Linked DNA regions of Zea mays: region 1 is linked to region 2. The links are chromatin contacts, called in public Hi-C maps. All regions are on one chromosome and are shown on one strand. The core of a region is the stretch at or near the end of the contact, and the rest is flanking DNA. Distances in the headings are between cores, read along the strand shown.

Region 1 (3,022 bases), core at 90-2,589, 380 kb after region 2:
CAACGATAGCCACCCCAATAATGCATCAGTATGGGATACACCACCCTTAATAAACACAACCCAGAGTTACTTGCCCCATGCACATCTTAACTAAATCACAGCTTGACAATTCATTCATGTAACAATAACAAATAAATGTCTTATCCCAAACCATCACACTTGAATTAAAACCATTGTAGAAGTTTATAACGAAATTGCAGATATGACTCCCAAATCTGGAGTTCACTTATGCAAATAAGGCATAGAATTGTGAAATGCAACCCCATAGTATTTGAAATCCATAATTGTCAGATTGTAGCAAAAGGCAGCATAGAGAGCATATTACCAGGGCCATTGCACCTTTCCCGAAGAATACCCCCATGAGACTTGCTCTCATCCGAGGCTCCAGTCTCATCCACCAATCCGCATATCCCTTCTCCCTCCAGAACGCGTTTGCAGCAAGCCCAGCCTTCTCCTTCGCACTCTTCCCAATTCTCACCGCCTTTCTCCCTCCAGCTGACCCACCCCCTGCCGCTGCCCACGACATTCGCAGTGCGATATCCAACCTATTGGCCAGAAACTCCTCGATCACGTAGTACCCCTTGGCATTAAGCCAGGGCAGCTCCGGGAAATCTTGACACGCCAGCGCGGCCAGGTCCACTTCCCCCTCCCCGCAGCAGAGGAACCTCCCGCCAGAGATCTCATCCATGGCTGCGACAAAGCCGTCGAGGTCAGCGACGAAGGCTTCGGCGACGGTGATCACGTCGGGGCGCCGCGACGATGCGGGCGACGAGGGGAAGAGGAGGGTGTTGGCGAAGAGGAGCGCCTGCGCCCGGGAGCTGGCGGCGGCGCGGGCGAGGAGGCCCCGGGAGAGGCGCGAGAGGACGGTTGGCTCCTCGGCTCCGCGCGCGGAGGTGGACGGGGACGAGGAGTGGAGCACGAAGAAGGAGGAGTGGCCGCGGAGGCGGAGCCGGCGGACCATGGAGAGCAGCGCGGCAGCCGCGGCGGGGGAGAGGAGGGAGGTGGCAGCCGCAGCGCGCGCGGCGGGGGAGAGGGAGGCGAGCCACCGGAGGATCGCAGCGCGCGGTGACGAGGAGGAGGTAGAGGCAGCAGCGGTGGCGGGGCTAGGGTTCGCGGCGGCGTGGTAGAGAGAGAGGTGCGCGGTGAGGGCGTCCATGAGCTCCTTCGTGGTGCGCGGCGCGGCGGCGGTGGAGGCCATGCTGGGGAGCGGCCGCGTCGGTGCCGGTGGTTGGTCGGGACTCGGGAATGGGGGAGGAGTGGCCGCTGTGGTGGGCCTGGGCGCTCTTCCGGTCTTGCTTGGTTTGCGGAGCAGCGGAGAGAGTTTTGCGTCGGAGTACTCCATCCCAAAATACATACGTATCACTTTCCAGATTTTATCTTACATTGTCCGTCCTAAATTAAAATTTATTTTATTAGTTAATAAATTTATTATTATTTGATGTATGTGTTTAATATGTGTCTAGATTTATCTTTATGCATTTAAATATAAACATTAAAAACAAAGAACTAAAATAACTACTATTTTTAGACAGAGATAATATTATATTTACTTATTAATATATTTAATATCTTCTATACTATTCTATCAAAAATCTAATGTAGGCACGTGCTACCACGACTTCACACTCCCCACACCAGTGTCCACAAAAAATAGTGCAGAACGAGTAATCGAACTCATACACATCTATGCACAAAAATTTAGAGCTAACCACCATACCACAAATAACTTAATGTTTATAGATAAATAAAAATTATATTTGTAGTCTAAACGTTGCTTCTCACACTCTCTTTGTCTCGTGGTAACGCAAGGGTACATTCCTAGTGGTAACGCAAGGGCACATTCCTAATTATCTAATACGTATCTATCTCTATTTTTAAAGAATATTTTAGTTTTCTATATTCTATCTTCTCTATTGATCTCAGTAAGCAAACGTTGAAGTGCTATGGAGCTGAGCGAGTACGTATATTTCTTAGCTTTTGCACGTGAAGACCCGTATGCTTTTTGCTAATTTGCCGTACAGTGACGACACTGACAGGTGTGACTGTGTTGTCATTCTTTATAATCTGTTGGCGACAGTTCTGGTTTACGCTTTATTCCTTTTTATTTACCGGCTTGTCGTTGCTCTAGAATGAGGTCGGTTACATTCGTAGTAGCATAACCAACGCATATTCTCGACTCATTGGCTGCGCCGGTGAGGCGTATAGCTTTTTAGGATGATCAAAACCAATTGACAAGCAAATTTGGGAATGGGATCACACCTGGCTAATAACGAGGTGTAATTTTGCTGGTTAGATTTGCATTTTAAAAATGTGGCAACTTGCTGATCCCGATCCCATCAGTTCCAAAAACAAAATGGCAAGTTCTTAATTAGAACATATAGTTTTATGAAGTAGGAACCGTGGAACATATAGCAAGAGATTTCGCTCGCCAGAAGCGAAGCTACAAACTGAAAATGTTGCGCCAGGCCTATTATTTTAATCTAATTACATTTTACTATTAATTCACCATGAGTAAGTTACATCTTACATGTCGTGTACCGAAAATCCGGCAGATTTAGTAGAGTTAGTGTACACCAAGAATCCAAAATATGAACACCATACAACAAGAAAATCCTCCCCTACAAGGCTAGGGTTTAGGCTGGGAGCGCGGCCGCCGGTGTGGCTGGGGGAACCCGGTTCTCAACAGGGATCTCGGCAAACTCAGAAAGGATCGCCCGGAACTCGTCTCCGGTCACTGTCTCCTTCTCAATGAGCACCTCAACGATTTTGTCAATGGCCTCCCTGTTGTTTCTAATGTGCCTCAAAGCGATCTCGTAGGCCTCATCCGACAACTGCTTCACGGCCGAATCAATGTCCTCCGCGAGCTTCTCTGACATGGAGTTCCTTGCCATCATTCTCATGATGACGTCCCCACTCTGCGCTCCACCCTCCATCAGAGACCATGGACCAATTTCAGACATACCGAATGTCACAACCATCTGCAGAACCATTGTGATCTCAGTACAGTTGACAAAGATCGGTA
Region 2 (3,402 bases), core at 29-2,528:
CTCTTCTTATCTAAGCCCTCTTGCATTATTCTCCACCAACATTCCTAGTAGTATTGTTATTGATTAAATTCCGCACTCTGAATACAATACTCATTGCAAGCAAAGGACTTAAGTTTATACTCCGGTAATTGTGAATCTTGTTCTAACCACTAATCAAGGGATCTAGTTTATATTTAGAATTATAATTTTCAGGTTTCGCCTATCCACCCCCTCTAGGTGACTTTCAACAACAATGGTGGAGGTAGTTTGGACTTCTAAAATTTTGAAGGGATATAAGGAAGCGTGAAATAATAAGGTCTCTTTTGGTAGGACTCTTTCAAGAGCTTCTTCAACAACTCTTTAAAAAATCTACTAAAGGGGAGATTGTTTGAAGAGCTCTTCCTAGAAAAGAGGGAATAACTCATTTTCTATGTATTTGTCTTCATCGACTCTATATCTTAGAAGAAACTTTAGGATGAGCTATATTTACAACCAAACAAGGTGTTTTCTAGAACTCTTTTGAAAATAAGGAGAAAATTGTTTTCTTAGAGAAGTAATAGACAACACTAAAGCTGGCATAGTAAGAGTTTGGGAGCCTAAGGTTGCCTCCAGCAAGGACCTGTATACGGTTCTGAACATTAAATATAACGTTTCTCGGCTTCCCCTCACCCTCCAACAACAACCGGGAAACAACCCTGTAAATTGTAGCGCTCCTCCAGAGTACTCTAAATGTAGCGGTTGCTGAAGCACGCGCTATATACGCAGTCACGATGGAAGCCACGAAGTAAAGCCGATACGGATACACCATCACAAAGCAAAAATTGATTGTTCATCACATTTCAAATTAATTTAAGCATTCAACGAATCTTTATTGACAAATACAAACATTTTTTGTTTCGAGCACCAAAAAATATATACAACATCGTTGAGTTCATTGTTCTCCTAATAAATATATGAATAAAAAATATTTTTAGATTCCAGAATTCGGTTTTCAACTACGTACTAGTATGATTTCGAAAAATATATAACTTTCAAAATAAAAAAAAACTTATTTTTTGTGTTACGTACATGAGTTCTAATTGTATTAATTTGTTAAAAAATTGAGTATATAGAGTATATTATTACTGTAGATATAGAAGATCAAATTTAGAGAACGTTATTGGAGATAGAGAAAATATAGAGGACAGAATGTTTTAAAGAGTTCTGTAAAGAACAAAGAATATTCTTTTAGAGGCATTTAGAGCTGCTCAGTCTAACACACAGGTGAAAGGCTCCTCATTTGTCACGTTCGTACCATTCGTCGCTGAACAGCGGGACCCGACCCTAAAGACACGGCGCAGAAACCCCGGAACGCCGCACGCGCGGCGGACGACGACGACGTTGAAGGCGAAATGAACAAAACCCTAAACCCCCCTTCCTACCCAATCTATCTTCCCCCGCCCCGCCTCTCCCTTTCTTCTTTACCAAGCCCCCCACACCCAAACCCCTCCTCCCCTGCTCTGCCTGCCCCATGTCCCCGCGCCTCTGACCAACCAGGCTGCCGGAACCCTACCCGGTGCCCCGTGATGCCCCCGCGGCCGTCGCTCCACTCTCTGCTCCTCATGGCCGCCTCCGCCGCCGCGGCCAGCGGGGACTCGGGCCCGCTCCTCGCTGCGCGCCGCCGTCTAGCTGCGACGGCCGCCGCAGGGGGGCACCGCATCCGGCTGCTCCACTCCTTCTCGCCGGGACGCGTCCCCAGGCGGCCTGAGGTGGTCTGCTGCGTGCGCAGCGCCCCCGACTCGCGGCGGTCGGCCCCCGCCCCCCCGTGCTCCAGGAACGGTAATGCGCTGTACCCGAGCTCTGGAGCACTCGTTGCCATGTGTCTGTCGTTTTTCAGTATATAAAAAGAACTTTGAGTGGCTTTGGCTTAGGAGCTAAGCACCCGGGGAAGTATGGTAATTTGCGTGGTCGATGTTTTATTTATTTCGCAGCCAATGGTTGTATCTTCGACCCTAGACAAGTGTTGAGTTTTCATGGTCCCGAGCGAGCTCACATTTGGAAAATGCTTCAAACGCAACTTCCTCCAATTGGAGATTTGGAATTTGTAGCAGAGCGGATCAATGCACGTGCTCAAATGATTTTAGAAATTTAAGTCGAATGGTGTTAGCCTGTTTGACGTATATAAATTAATTGGTGATATGCGCTGACTAGGCCTCAATTTCACTGTCTGTTCTCCTCTACTTAGGCTGCTATTTTTTATAATTTAATTATTTTCATTCTGCTTATAACAACTGGATGCAGAAGCACCTTTGTTTTTAAACCATTTAGTGTGTTTTTTTGCATTACAGTTCATTCGTTTTTGCATTACAGTTCTTTCGGCAAAAAACTACTCAACTGCTTCTGAGGAGAGGCTTGGGAAGATCATTCAGAAGTTGAAAAACGAAGGTATTAATCCCAAGCAGTGGAGACTTGGAAATTTTCAGCGCATGTTGTGTCCACAGGTATGGAGCATCTGTTTTTTACAACCTTGTGCTGCTTCCAGTTTACTGTCTATCCATGAATTATATCTTAGCTTTATAACCAAGTAATCTATCTGATTGAAGACATGAATGATAAGAAATTGTTACACAGAAATGACACATCTCTAAATCACCCATTCAAAATTACGTGAGTCAAGATAACATTTCAATTCACATGCAATACTGATGTATCATTTATTTTTAGTGATCCATTGCTTTGGATGTCGGGTTATCTGGTGACAAATAATGAAGTATAACTTTCCTTCTGTTTGCTAGTGCAATGGTGGATCTAGTGAGGAATTGAGTCTCAGTGTCTACATCCGAAAGGATGGGTGAGTTGTCCACACCTGAATATGTGATTTTGTTGGCCTGTTGTTCCTTCAGCTATATATTTCAGGATCTAACTATCATCTCACGTTCCTTATGTCATTTTCTTCAGCATAAATGCAACATGGAACTGTTTTAGGTCTAAGTGTGGCTGGAGAGGTTTTGTCCAGGTACGTGCATGAACCGAATGATTTTTTTTTTGGAAGAAACTATCTTGATGTCACTCTTTGTCTGCAGGCTGATGGAGTTACCAACATATCCCAAGGAAAGAGTGGCATAGAAAGTGAAACTGACCAAGAGGTTGAAGCTAAGAAGGCAGCAAATAAGGTTTATAGAAAAATCAGTGACGAGGACCTCAATCTTGAGCCACTCTGTGATGAGGTAATTAACTATTGCTACTTAAATCAAAATGGCATTTTGTAAACTATAAAAATATAAAAATTTGGTTGTAGTGTTTCTGTTACTTTTGTTGTATACTACTAAAAGCATCTGTGATCTGTACATTGGCATTCTATAAAACGATGGTTTTGACAGCTTGTAGAGTACTTTGCTACGAGAATGATTTCGGCGGAAACACTTCGGAGGAATAAAGTCATGC

What was found. Hi-C and Micro-C count contacts between places; a contact is called where the count stands out from the background.
Region 1: a Hi-C map of endosperm shows a contact between it and region 2, with 3 times the contacts expected there. The contact joins the promoter of LOC100278145 here to the promoter of LOC103629647 in region 2. A contact is called at or near these places in 5 of 25 Hi-C or Micro-C datasets (ear, endosperm, leaf and 1 more).

Annotation. Positions count from the first base shown.
Region 1 is chr6:102,693,484-102,696,505 of Zm-B73-REFERENCE-NAM-5.0, forward strand. LOC100278145 reads right to left here and starts at 1,340. Exons shown (of 16, transcript XM_008650739.3): 1 at 326-1,340. The coding sequence starts at 1,198. LOC100147735 (filamentation temperature-sensitive H 2B) reads right to left here. Exons shown (of 5, transcript NM_001127249.1): 5 at 2,474-2,978. The coding sequence ends at 2,634.
Region 2 is chr6:102,315,504-102,318,905 of Zm-B73-REFERENCE-NAM-5.0, forward strand. LOC103629647 (twinkle homolog protein, chloroplastic/mitochondrial) reads left to right here and starts at 1,279. Exons shown (of 21, transcript XM_008650737.3): 1 at 1,279-1,797; 2 at 2,329-2,459; 3 at 2,754-2,809; 4 at 2,917-2,974; 5 at 3,042-3,185; 6 at 3,339-3,402. The coding sequence starts at 1,371.